Linked DNA regions of Mus musculus: all the other regions are linked to region 3. The links are chromatin contacts, called in public HiChIP or PLAC-seq and promoter capture Hi-C maps. All regions are on one chromosome and are shown on one strand. The core of a region is the stretch at or near the end of the contact, and the rest is flanking DNA. Distances in the headings are between cores, read along the strand shown. Region 1 has its middle 57 kb from the start of Gm34790. Region 2 holds the start of Ccno (cyclin O). Region 3 holds the start of Arl15 (ADP-ribosylation factor-like 15). Region 4 has its middle 16 kb from the start of Gm41069.

Region 1 (3,087 bases), core at 467-2,966, 970 kb before region 3:
TGATAAATGTATCAAGTTGGCAGCTGTTTAAAAACTACAACAATAGAAAAATGTACTGCACCATGGAAAAGAGAGGCTAGAAATATGGCATAAAAACACAAAGCGAGGTTCAACTTGGAAATATGAATGCCGTTACAATTGGGAATTATAATATGAAACAGGGAAATTGTCCAAAAATCTGGCCTGAAATGGAGAGGGGGTGGGGAAAGAGAAAAGAACAAAAAATCTCGAGACTGCTCATTCCCAAACAGGATATGGCATTTCTAAGAGAAGAGATCAGACAACCTGTGGACAAAGAGCATTTGAGCCAGGGTATGGAGTGAGGACTAAACAGACAACAGAGTACAGCAGGTTCAAAGTCATGCGAGTGCCTCCAATTCTACCACAGACGGAGCCTGTAGCACTTCCAGGGGAGCCAGCAGAGGCGCACTATTCAGGTTGACCAGATAGCCTTAGGTTACTGGAAACCAGTCACATTAGAAACATTTTCGTACTCCAGGAAGATGGAGTAGGTGGCTGCTGACAGACATTTTAATGGTCTGTCTATGACAGTCAACTTGTGTGCAATTAAAATGCAAAGCATTAAAATGGTTTTCTTAATCCTTCAAAGAGAAGCTAGAAATAAATGTGAATACCACAAATACTTAACTGTGACCAAGAGTCAGAACTCAGTGCAATAAATACCTTTCCTCCAATGATTAAATACTGCAGAAGGGATGTGGAGGCTCAGGAGGAACCAGAGATGAATGTTCTTGCCAGAAGGAAGAGAAGGGTTTTGTTTTTGGGTTTTAGGGTTTTTTTGGTTTTGTTTGTTTGTTTCGGGGGTGTTATTAATACCCTATCCAGTCATCCTGAATAGTTATTTGGGGGCATTTTAAAAAAATTCTTCAGCTATAAAAAAATAGGGAACAGTCTTCCTCTCAAAGCTGATAGGAAAGCTTAGTGAATAGTGCACAAACAATTCTTTCCACAATGCAAACTTTAGAATGTACCAACAGTAGAGCCAGCTAAAACCAAAGTGCAATGGGTGTGAGGAACTTCACTTCCATGCCTTCTCTCAGATCTCTGAACCTGAGTAAAATACTTAATAATTCTGTACTCCTGTCTCTAGTTTTTGATGATGATGATGATGATGATGATGATGATAATAATAATAATAATAATAATAATATGTCTAGCTTTTTATACATCATATTTTTGAGATCAAGTACATAGACCAATACCTGGCATACAGCTATTTAAAAGATAGTAGCTACAATGGATTTACAAGGCAATTTGTTTACTTATGTTAGGTAAAATACAACTGATTAGTTATTTGGCTTTCACTTAATTTGTCTTCTAATGTGTAAGCATTTGATGTCTACAATGCAATGCCCTGCCAAGATCAAAGAGCAGGGTTCTAGGGGCCAGGCATGCCTGGATTCCAATCTTGGCTTTGAGTCTCACTGGTTGTATTCTTGTGGGTATGTGATTTAACTTACTGGCATTTCATTTCCCTTCTCTGTAAAAGGGATTATCTGCTGCTTGGGATTATAGTGAAGAAGATTCAAGGAGCAAGCAGAAAGGCATGGTTGGGTCTTGACTCCTCCCGCCACTCCACACGTGTCCAAAGAGTCAGAAAAGGCTGGAGAAATCTTTCTCCTAGTCCTCCTGTATTGTGGGTCAACTTATCCCAACTATTTCCTAAAACTGGGAATAGTTCCAGGGACAAGCTGCAGCTGAGGACACAGAACAGAAGAGAACAGAAATCAAGGACAGTTGGAGACATAGCTGTGGGCAAACTCAGACCCTTGCGGATGGAAGTTGGCTGGCCCTGGTGTCATTGGGCAATGACCATGGGAAAGAACAGACAAACAAGAAATATTGCATGGTCTTAAAGATACAGGAAAGGTTTCAAAGTCAGAAAAAAAAGAAAGGGGATTTTTAAGAGTGATGTGGAAGATGCGAGTTTTGGAGGAATCTTAGATGCTTAAAATGTTTGCTTTCTTTGTGTTCTTAAAGTATGGGTGAAGTACCACATGTTTTTGAACAACTGCCACCTTTCTTAAGTACTTCTGGGATTTGTTTTCCCCATTCATAAAGCACTGATTTATCAAAAAAAAATCATTATTTTAAGCACTGTTGTTTTTATCAGCCCAAACAATCAAATCTTTTATTGTATACTATTCAAATTAAAGGGTCCAGCTGAGGTCACAGGACAGACTCTGCACAGTAAATACCTCTCTTCCACAGAACACTTTGTTTTCTCACTCCACTGGAGACGAGAAAAGCAGAAATAAATTTTGACAAAATAAAATAAAATATCTCCCTTAAAAGGGTTTAGAAAACTAGAAAGATGACAGAGGTCTCTACAAATAATGTGTAGCTGTGGTTATTAATGACAGATAACAAAGTGATAGATAACAGAATGAAATTAGGCAAATTGAACTTGACCCTATCCCTGTAGATAAATATACAAAATATAAATAGTTTGTGAAGATGTTTATTAATCAACTCACCTTATGGTCTATAAAGTGAGTCCTACGCAGATTAAAATCATGACTTTCTAGCTGCAAATTATTCCCTGGAAGATGGCTGGGCCTTTTTGGAGGTTTTTCAACTCCCAAGTTGTTTGAAAGCTTTTAATGTGAGAGTGGAATTGATAACTGATACCCTGTGGAGTTTGTAAAAATTAAGAAGAGAATGACTCAAAGGGAGTCACTTGGAGAATCTGGTCAAGTGTGAGACAAACAGGGGACAGGAGAGATCTTTCTGTGATTTGGGCAAGATCGGACTGTCCACACCCTTCCCCACTTACTCACAGTGCCTGTGAATTCCAAGTGAAGCTTGGAAGAGTTTTGTCCTGATCAGCATCTTGAGTTCCACCCCACCCCCCACCCCCCTCCTGAAATGCTCTAGCAACTTTCTTAGAGACAAATTTATTAATGAGGATCCAGCAGAGAAATTGTGTTCCCATGTGTTTAATTTGTTAGCAGAGTTCACCGTGTATCTTACATGTGTACAATTTTTATGACTTTTTAGCAGAGTGCTTTATTACTGCTGGTCTAGTCTGGCCAAGTGAACTTTTTTTGTCAAAAGGGATGCTGT
Region 2 (3,235 bases), core at 249-2,748, 810 kb after region 3:
GACAAGTACCACAAAGCTTTGGTTGGGCGGCCAGCTACAGCCTAACCTCTTTGTAGTCTGAAAGGATTGTTGCTGTGAGTGGTAAGAGAAGTTAAGGCTATGACATGGAAAGATCTTCGAGCATCTGCCCAGATAAGCCAAGCAACCCAGCCCTAAGCCATGCACGAGTTGGGGAAGGGGGGCGCTGGCTGCAAACACATCGCACTCTTTCGCCTGGTGGTACCTGCTTGCAAGCGATGAGCAGACAGGTGACCCCGAGCAGCTGGAAGCAGTCTGCAGCAACAGGGGTCGTGAGGAGAAAACGGTCCAGAGTATTCACGGTCAGACACAGCGACTCGAAAGAGAGGCCGAACTGGCGGTGGACTTGCAGGAGCCAGCTGAGCAGTTTACAGCGCGATTCGGCAGTCACCTGGCCGGGAGCGAGAGGGGGAGTGTGCTGAAGCGCGCGCCCGAACAAAACAATCCAGAGAGGCAGAGAGGCAAAGGGGAAAACGCTAAATGACTGAAAAATAGGAGGCACGTGGGGGGGAGGGGGGGAGGTACGGGCCTGCCTTAAACCAGGCGTTCCGGAACGCCTGGGAACGTTTGGGCTCGCGCCTGGTATTGTGCACAGTGCATTAGGGCACACTACCCAGTCTAACCCTCTCAGCAAGTCAAAGGGACTATAAGGGGTGGGGGGTGGGGGGTAAAGTTTTTGTTTTTTTTTTAAACAGAAGTGCAAGCAAATTTAGGAGTTCTGGATCTGACGTAGAAGCTGTCGAACTGCGTTATAATAAAACTCCTCTACCCACCCCCTATAACTTCCGATATCCACCTCTCCACCCACAACCTTTCTCCATCTAAATAGGTCAGTGGGCCAATCCTTGAAGGTCCCAATTGCTCCTACTGATGGCAGATAATGGGCTGCAATGACTAGGGCTGTGCGAAGGGCAGCCAGCAGCCATGGAGAGAGCGAGCTAGCCTGGGAGAGACAGAAGCGCGACGGCCCCGGGTCTGGCTCTTGCCAGCGCCTCACTTGTGGCTGGCGCGCCAGCGACTCCCGCGGGTGGAAAAGATTCTCCTGCGCCTTTCGGAAGTCGTAGCAGCTCTGGCCGTATTCTCGGAAGGTCTGGAGATCCAGCGCTGTCAAGGGCTGGGCAGGGTTGAGTAGGGAGCTGCAGTCCCGCGCCGCAGACACTGCGGGGCTGTCGGCGCCGTCCGAGCTGGAGCTGGGGGACTCGAAAAGGTCACAGACGCCCGAGTCTCCCGGGAGCGAACACGCGTTCAGCGGCCGCAGCGGCTTCTTTCTCCGGAGGCACGGGCGTCTGCTCTTCTTCACTGGGGCGCGGAGGTTCTGGTGGCTGTCTCGCCTCCCGGCTCCCGCGGCGGGGCTGCCCGGGCTGGCAGGGCAAGGGGTAACCATGTTACAATCGGGTAGCGCTCCTAGCGTCTACGACGCCCGGAGCGTCGGCGCGAGAGCTGCGAGGAAGATCCGGTCCCGCTGGCGGCGCAGCTCTAAGTACCCGGACTGTGCCTTCCCTCCACCACTCCCCCGGCCTCTCACTGGCTGAGCCCCGAGCCGCCCACGGGCCGCGCTTTCCCGGAGGCAGAGCCACACCCCTCGCGTGCGAGCAACGCGTGGCCCCCGCGCTGGTTGCAGGGGGAGGAGGCGTTGCAACTCCCGCCTCTCACCCGCCTTCAGCTGCAGGCTCCGCGCGTCTGTCGTCACCGTGGCAACCGCAGCCCGGGTCCTGGCGCCAGCTGCTTGAGCTCGGTGGAAGAGCGTAAAGATCACTGGCCACCTAGGGGAGCCATGGGCCGTCTGAGCGGTTCAGCCGCCCCCGGAAAAAGGGAAAGGCTGCTCCGGGGAACCTGGTCCTTGGTTAGATTGTCTGGCCTGGTGTGATCATCTTTTATGCCAACCCTCATCCAGGTGGGTCCGCCTCTGAGCTCCGGACCAAGATCAGGCTAGGTTTTCTTCAGTGACCCATAAAAGGACTTGATTTGCGACTATTTTATTTCATTCCGCTGGCCCAGGGAAGGAGAACTTTGGCGCGTCGCTAACGTCTGTTAAGTATGTGGGAGCCCGTCCTGTCAGACAGGTATTTGTGATCCAAAAACGTAGGAAGTTACTTCAAATGACCGTCGCACAAGCCCGCTGCCCTCTGGATACTTTGCCCCGCACTTTTCATCCCGAGCCAAACACGCCAAGGCTGCAGCCGTTTAGGGCCTTAATGTCACAGGTGGCATTTCTGTGGAATTGCTCACAGTGTGTTCTGCTTTGGGTCATTAGCTTTTAACCCTCTACCTTTCTAGGTTATTCTTTGTGCCCAGGGTAGGATGGAGGGAAATCAAAGGAATGCAGAGTTGGGGGAGGGGGAGGCGCGGGGACAAGAGAGAAAGGTAGAATGTGACACCTTCTCCATTCTCAACCCGTGTACTCCAAACTCCGGTCCTGATCTAAAAGAGACGTTAAGGCGCTGTGAGTTCTGCACACGCGGCCGTCCTCACTGATTCCAAAGACAGCTGGAAATTGTTGGAGTCCACGTGCAAATCCTCCCCCTAGAAACTTGCCAGAGAAGCAGGTGAGGGGAAAGGGCTGGATTTCAGCTTCTCGCCTCCGTTTCTATTCTCTGTGATTCTGAAGGCGCTTTAAATTGCAGCACTTGTGTGACGCGGGGTTGCTGAGAATCACCTGAGAGGAGTTTTCTACATGCAAGTGCCTGGCTTTCTGTCTCCTCTCAGGCTGTTGATGGGTAACATTACGGGGAGATCAACCGAATCCACAGCAAGGGGGCCACATAGCAGACCTCTTCCTAGAAGAGTTTTCTGGGTGAGGAGGAAGGATCTAGGAACTCTCTGATTCTGCCTCTTGGTCCAGCGGGAAAGAGCACAAAGCACCTCATCAGTAGGATCCAGAGTGTACCTATTTAATGATCTTGTTCAGCAAGACATTATTCGGTCTCCATTTCGTCGTCTGTAAAAGGATATTACTTGCCTTGCGAGTCAAGTAACATCGATGAGAAATCTTGAAACTCCCCCCCCCCCCGTTAATTTATTTTATTTATTCACTTTACATCCCTATCGCAGCTCCTCCTCCTCTCAGTTACCGCCTCACATCGCCCCTTCCCCCTCCTTCCCTGCATTGAGAAGGGGCCGCCCTCTCCCTCTGAGTACTAACCCATCCTGACACACCAAGCCCCTGCAGGCCTGGGCACAAGCTCTCCCGCTGTGGCCAGACAAGGCAGCCACAAGC
Region 3 (3,396 bases), core at 74-2,573:
TTATGACAAAGATAGAAGTCACTGCCATGAATACATAGACAGCAAAACCAAAATTCAACTGAGACTCTGACTTCGGCTCTGTTCTCAAGGTCGCGCACTAACTGGTCTCCATCCTTGCCAGTTTCTACACACCTGAATAAACCCTCATACACTGGTAACGTTACAACGCAGCCCTCTCTTTCTTGGTCTGGAAAGTATTCGGTCTTTCTCCGTACAGCCTTAAGTGTAATTCCTAGAAGGCACTGACAAATCTCTGCTAGGCCAATCTGCAGTGGAAAAACCATGTGTCCTACAGGATGACAGAAGGGCCAACACTTCTAACCCTCTACTTCAGCACTGCATGGCAACAGCCGTTCGTTCTGACACCATCCACGCAGAAAATGGGCAGGATCGAACACGGTTCATGTCAAAAAGGATCTGCTTGACCACAAACAGGCAGCTCTGTGGAAATACAATTTCTGGAACGAAAACACGAGGCTTGCACAATTCTAGAAACACGTCTAAGTGTTCCGTTCCAGCGCTGTGCTAAAAAAACTTTTCCTACCTAAACTTCCCAGCACGGGGCTGATCTCAAACCGATTGCCAAACCATGCACACCATGCACAAAAGCGGCGTGCACCACAACCACAGCCGCGGGGCAATGCCTGTCCCTGCCCAATCCTGCTCAGGCCGGGTTGCAATGTGGTTTAGTCCAGTCTACTTTCTGGTAATGTGTTTTTAAAATCCCGCCACGACCCAGGTCATTCCTTTAGAGATCTAATAACGACCAAATGACCGGACCTGCCAGGCACTTAGCGAGCCATTCTGCTTATGGCTCTTTAATAGCTCTTGGAGTTCTGCTAAGAGGAGAGCGGAAAACTCCAGCTTCCCCGGAAAGAAAGTCCTGCGCCGGGAGCGCGGAGAGGCGCGCGGAGCGTGGCCCCATCTCCCGCAGTCCCGCCGGTCCCCTCCGCGCCTTTACCTGTCAGCCCGTCCTCTCCCCCCGCCGCCGCCCCTCAGAGCCAGCCCCGGGAGAAAGCAACCCAAGGCATCCCATCCCAAAGAAAGAAAGCCGAGAGGCTGCTGCTCCAGGCAGGGGGCCATGGGCCACCGCGAGATCCGAGAGGCGACATGCCGCCGGCGCCCCGCACCTACCAGATAATCCATGTACAGAAACGCCTCAGTTATCCGGAGATCAGACATCCGGCAGCCTAAAGCATCCGGAATGGCTCCGAACCCGGAAAAAAAAAAAAAGCAGCAGCGTCTCGGGCTGCCAGCGAGCAGCTCCTGAAAAAGCCAGCAACAGCGAAGATCGCCGAGAGCAGCCGAGGAGCCGAAGATTACACCAGGGAAGCGACGATTGGCTGGGAGGGCGGGCCGAGGAAAAGGAGCGCGCTCATTGGCCGGAGTGTCTATAAAAGGCAGTCCCCCCGGTGGAGGGCAGCAGAGAAGCGCGGGACCCGGGACGGTGCTGGTTCCTGTTTGCTGGGGGAGGGGCGGGCGGAAACGCGCTGCGGCCCCGGGAGGCCGACTCTCAGCCTCTAGTCCGCTCGAGACCCGGCAAGCAGCCTGCCTGAGATTGAAGAGCAGCGGCGGCGGCGTCCCCGCCCACCCCTCCTTAAGAAAGCAGCCCAGGGCGGTGGGAGGCAGTTGCCCCGAGCGCCTTCCTGTGGCCTTGAAACGCCCTGGACCTGCGGATTAGAAGGGCAGACACCTTAAAGAAGGCAAACTGTGCAGTACTGGGGACTGCATTGACCCTCCAGGGTGTGGGTGTCTGCTACGGCGGACAACTTGAACTTGACCTTCCTGCGGCTCAGCACCAGTGCAGTCCAGACTAGGAACCTAGAGACTCACAAGTAAATTGATCACCCCAAACATTGAAGGAGACAGGCATCTGATCTTTGCATGCTTAATCCAATGTACCTGAATAGAATGAGCGGTGGGATTGTGAAAGTCCTCTAAAGGACCCAAGTAATACTGTTTGTGAACCTTATCTTAGGAAAAACAGAGCCGGTGCACTTGAGACTTGTGCGTTTCCTAAATTAAAAAAAAAAAAAAGAAAAAAAGAAAAAAAAAAGCAAGCCGGGCGGTGGTGGCGCACGCCTTTAATCCCAGCACTTGGGAGGCAGAGGCAGGTGGATTTCTGAGTTCGAGGCCAGCCTGGTCTACAGAACGAATTCCAGGACAGCCAGGGCTACACAGAGAAATCCAGAGAAACCCTGTCTCAAAAAAACAAACAAACAAACTTGGGGCCCGGGCAGTGGTGGTGCACGCCTTTGATCCCAGCACTTGGGAGGCAGAGAGGCAGGCGGATTTCTGAGTTCGAGGCCAGCCTGGTCTACAGAGTGAGTTCCAGGACAGCCAGAGAAATACAGAGAAACCCTGTCTCGAAAAACCAAAAAATAAAAAATAGAAAAATTTTAAAATTTTTTTAAAAAAGAATTACTTGGAATTGAGTGAAAATGGGAGTCAAGCGAGATAAAGACAACGGTCAGTTCTGGATTTTTTTTCTTTCACCTCCAAGATTCAGGCTAGAAAGGACAGTCAAGGCAAAGGTGAGACAAGATAAGCATGCCATTTGGAGTTGGGTATGGAGAGGAGTAAAATATAGAATGGCAAGAAAATAAAAATCAAAATTGAATCTACTGGCTTAGTGCAACTGAGACTTACTAACCCTGGAGTAAAACAAAACAAAACAGAACAACTCCTTTTAAGAAGTTATTACTTAAACACATATATCTTGAAAATTATATCAATAAAGGCCAGCTCTGTCTGTACACGTGTATTCAAAAATGAATATTAAAAGGGTGCCATATCTTTTGTACCAGTAATTCCATTTCTAGAAATTCTTAGGATAAGAGCTGTGGACAGTGTTCTAAGTGAACATTTCCTGCAATGATTATAGTAGAATTTTGTCGGCCTGGTGGTACCTTTAATCCCAGCAAAGATACAGGCAGATCCCTGAGTTGGAGACCACCTGCAAGGCTACACAGAGAAGAAACCTTGTCTCGGAAAAAGAAGAGGAGGAGTCTCCTATGATTTGTTAACACAGCACACTTACACAATAAAACTTTATACAGCTGTTAAACATTTATGAAGTTTCATAATGTAGTGAAGTTTATAGTGAACTCATACTCTTTCCTCGGATGTCACATGTCAAAGGAGTATTCTGAATGATAGAATTTGGAACACTAAGTTGCAAAAGTACTATTCTGTTAGTTCTTGCCAAACACTGCCCTCTTTTAAGGTGGTGACTAAAGTTTCCCTCCATTTCTCTCTGTCCCTACACACACATACACACACACACACACACACACACACACACACACTTTTTGTGTGAGTCTTCAGAAAACAAATATCATTAAAAGTTTACCCCAGGGCAGTGAAAATAGTTGTTAGACAAAACTATATAGTTCA
Region 4 (3,058 bases), core at 244-2,743, 550 kb after region 3:
ATTCTATTGACTGGGCCAGGAAACTGGCAGGTTAAAAGCACTTGGTTCATATGTCTGATAATCCTCAGTTGGATCACCAGAGCCATGGGTGACAGGGAAAACTGACTCTTGGAAGATGTCCTCTGACCTCCTTTGGCACACTCATGCACACACACAAACACAAACACAAACACGCAGGCATAGATATTAGATACAATCATTTTTAATAACTTGAAAATTCTGTTTATGTTCAGATGATTTTGACATCACTTTTTGCTTATACAGCAAATTAAATATTGTTACCTCTTAAATATTGTGTTACCTCCCCCTACCCCCACCAGCCCCTCCACCTAAGGCACGGTAGCTAAAAAAGTTGCCCCGTTAAATTAATGACTGACTTAATTTAATCTAAGTACTGCCTTCAAACCTTTGCTCAAGGCACAGTAACAGAATGTAACCATTACAAGATAAACAGTGCCTGAGTAGGAAGAGCGGAGGGCATGCACTTAGCCAAAGAGTATCTTTTTAATTTATAGACATGTGGTCCTGGTATTAAACTGAAGATTCTTTTTCAAGCAAAGAAAAGATAGCTTCCATCTACCCACTTTGTTCCTGGGACGCCTTAGGTTTGATTCTAGGGAGAGGCGTTCTCTGCTGAGAAGGATTTTCATGTCCGTGGATCAGATCTCTTGCCAAGGTTTTACCATCACCTGAAGCAGTGCATGAAGCAAAATCACAAACCAGGCTTCCACCAAGCTCCACCCACTCCCTTCCAGGCTTAGATCTAGGCATGGGGTGAGCACTAGGCCCAGCAGCAGAGCCACCCAGCAGGACTTTGCTCTGCAGTTTCTCTCTTCCTTTATTAAACTCCCTAGCCTAGAGGCAGCCAGCCTAGTTGTTCCTCAGCTTCTCCATCTACAACATGCTTCTCTCACACAGAGGACACTGTGAAGACTGCACACTGTCAGACTTACAGAGCCCCCCTCCCCCCCCAAAGCCCTGGCACATGGTAGATGTATAATATTAAGAGTGCTAATTTTATCCCCTTTGTATTTGCATCCAATGAGCAGGGAAACAGATAAACCAAACGGCCACCGCTCACTAATAACTAACATCAGAGGCAGAATGTGGCAAATGGCTGGGAAGGTAACAAGCAAACGTGGCAAATGTCTTGTGAGTGCACAGGAAGGAGAGTGCTTCAGCGGCAGACAGTGTCAAGGAGGAAGCGGAAGTGGAAGCTTTTGTTTTGCAGAGTCACAAGATGCTGGGAAAGCAAAGGAGGCCAAGGCAGTCACTGGACTGATCCAAAGAGTGTATGTGTAGGTCGTACAGAGAGAGAGAGAGAGAGAGAGAGAGAGAGAGAGAGAGAGAGAGAGACAGAGACAGAGACAGAGACAGAGACAGAGACAGAGACAGAGACAGGGAGATAGAGCACCATGTGAACAAGGGAAAGAGGAAGGGAGAGAAAGGGAGGGAGGGAAAAGGAAAGGAGAAGGGAGGGAGAGAGGGGGGAGGGACAGAGACAGAGACAGGGAGATAGAGCACCATGTGAACAAAGGAAGGAGGAAGGGAGAGAAAGGGAGGGAGGGGAGTCCCTGTGTAGTATAGCCCTGAGATTGTAGAGCACTAGAAGATCAGTCTGGAAGCAGAGGGCATGAGCAAGCTGACAAAAGTTTCAAAGGCCAGTGCAGACAGACATGTGCTGCCTGTGGGCCACAGGCTCCACGGAACTCAGGGCTAGGAACGCTGCCCAACATAAACCGTAAACATACTTATAACATTAGGAGATCTATCTGGAAAGAGCAATTTTGGGGGCTTGACTAAATTGATTGTTTTGTTGTGTGTTTGTTTGTGTGTTTGTTTGTTTGTTTGTTTTTCAAGGCAATGTTTCTCTGTATAACAAGCCCTGAGTGTCCTAGACTTGCTTTGTAGACCAGGGTGGCCTCAAACTTACAGAGATCTGCCTGCCTCTGTTTCCCACCTGCTGGGACTATAGGCTTGCACCACCGTGCATGGGGCTGTAATTGTTTGATTCTTAAGTGTGGACTTTGTGCATGACAACACTAATATGTTGTCTCAATGTCAAACAGGGGACACACCTGGAATTTAATTAAACCTTGATAATTAACCTCATGACCTTGTTAATGGTCTCCTTTTCCCCTGCTGTGGCACATACAGAGAACAAATGTTTGTACAGCACAGTGTGTAGACAGGTGAGGCTGCCTTTGACAGAAGCTGCAGAGAAGCTCAAGGGAGGGCTGGAGTGGTGGCTCAGTGGTTAAGAGCACCAACTGCTCCTCCAGAGGTCCTGAGTTCAATTCCCAGCAACTGCATGATCTGCATGATGGTTCACAACCATCTATAATGGGATCTTTCGAGACAGGGTTTCTCTGTGTAGCTCTGGCTGTCCTGGAACTCACTCTGTAGACCAGGCTGGCCTTGAACTCAGAGATCCACCTGCCTCTGCCTCCCAAGTGCTGGGATTAAAGGCGTGCGCCACCACTGCCTGGCCTGGTGCCCTCTTCTTGTGTGTCTGAAGACAGCTACAGTGTGCTCATATAAATAAGATAAATAAATCTTTAAAAAAAAAGAGGTCACGGGATCACCATCTCCACACACCTGTAACTGCTGTGATAAACATGGTAGCACAACATTTGGGGTAAGGGTGAGATCCCTGCTCTAAGCAATGGGGACAGGAGAGGATTTGAGAACAGGCTGTTAGCACTGGGACTTCCTAGTCTCTTGTCAACAGTCCAAACCGTAAGTACATGTCTGCTGAAGTCCAGAGAGTGTTAGAAGACTCTGGGGGAAAGATATCCTTATATACTGAGCTTTGGCTCAGTCTTCTATTTACAAAACTAATTGTTTGAGTAAGGGTGTCCAACTTAATAGTATATTTGAATACATAGAAGTACAATTTACTTACATTCAGTTTCCTGGTAGGAATGGTGACACTCTTGAAATCAAAGCATGTCCGTGCCCGAATGGACAAGCAAGTTATCTCTTCCCCAGAACAAGAGAGTTACAGAAGGAAATGCTCCAATCGTTTGTCTGAACTGCAATCCTTCGCTTAAGCTTC

The links. Promoter capture Hi-C pulls out the DNA fragments that hold promoters and counts their contacts. HiChIP or PLAC-seq counts read pairs in DNA pulled down with a chosen protein or histone mark.
Region 1: a contact with region 3 is called in a promoter capture Hi-C map of liver, with 7 times the contacts expected there. The contact joins the enhancer-like site here to the promoter of Arl15 in region 3. A contact is called at or near these places in 1 of 39 promoter capture datasets (liver) and 4 of 115 datasets of contacts at active chromatin or transcription factors (astrocytes, bone marrow-derived macrophages, embryonic forebrain and 1 more).
Region 2: a FOXA1 HiChIP or PLAC-seq map of pancreatic cancer cells shows a contact between it and region 3. The contact joins the promoter of Ccno here to the promoter of Arl15 in region 3. A contact is called at or near these places in 3 of 115 datasets of contacts at active chromatin or transcription factors (bone marrow-derived macrophages, memory CD8 T cells and pancreatic cancer cells).
Region 4: a contact with region 3 is called in an H3K4me3 HiChIP or PLAC-seq map of bone marrow-derived macrophages, with 5 times the contacts expected there. The contact joins the enhancer-like site here to the promoter of Arl15 in region 3. A contact is called at or near these places in 1 of 39 promoter capture datasets (hippocampal neurons), 4 of 115 datasets of contacts at active chromatin or transcription factors (bone marrow-derived macrophages, forebrain, large pre-B cells and 1 more) and 1 of 9 other capture datasets (embryonic stem cells).

The regions. Positions count from the first base shown.
Region 1 is chr13:114,759,755-114,762,841 of GRCm38.p6, reverse strand. No RefSeq gene overlaps it. Among named protein-coding and RNA genes, the nearest start is that of Gm34790, 57 kb to the left of the region's middle. Within about 2 kb of position 1,716, at least 18 of the 459 cell types and tissues checked have an H3K27ac peak or open chromatin away from gene starts, as enhancers often do. A contact at or near this core is called in liver, where this site is marked.
Region 2 is chr13:112,986,065-112,989,299 of GRCm38.p6, reverse strand. Ccno (cyclin O) reads right to left here and starts at 1,498. Exons shown (of 3, transcript NM_001081062.1): 1 at 1,016-1,498; 2 at 224-409. The coding sequence starts at 1,402.
Region 3 is chr13:113,792,435-113,795,830 of GRCm38.p6, reverse strand. It overlaps Arl15 (ADP-ribosylation factor-like 15), which reads right to left and starts at 1,323. Exons shown (of 5, transcript NM_172595.4): 1 at 1,135-1,323. The coding sequence starts at 1,182.
Region 4 is chr13:113,240,471-113,243,528 of GRCm38.p6, reverse strand. No RefSeq gene overlaps it. Among named protein-coding and RNA genes, the nearest start is that of Gm41069, 16 kb to the right of the region's middle. Within about 2 kb of position 1,493, at least 43 of the 459 cell types and tissues checked have an H3K27ac peak or open chromatin away from gene starts, as enhancers often do. A contact at or near this core is called in bone marrow-derived macrophages, where this site is marked.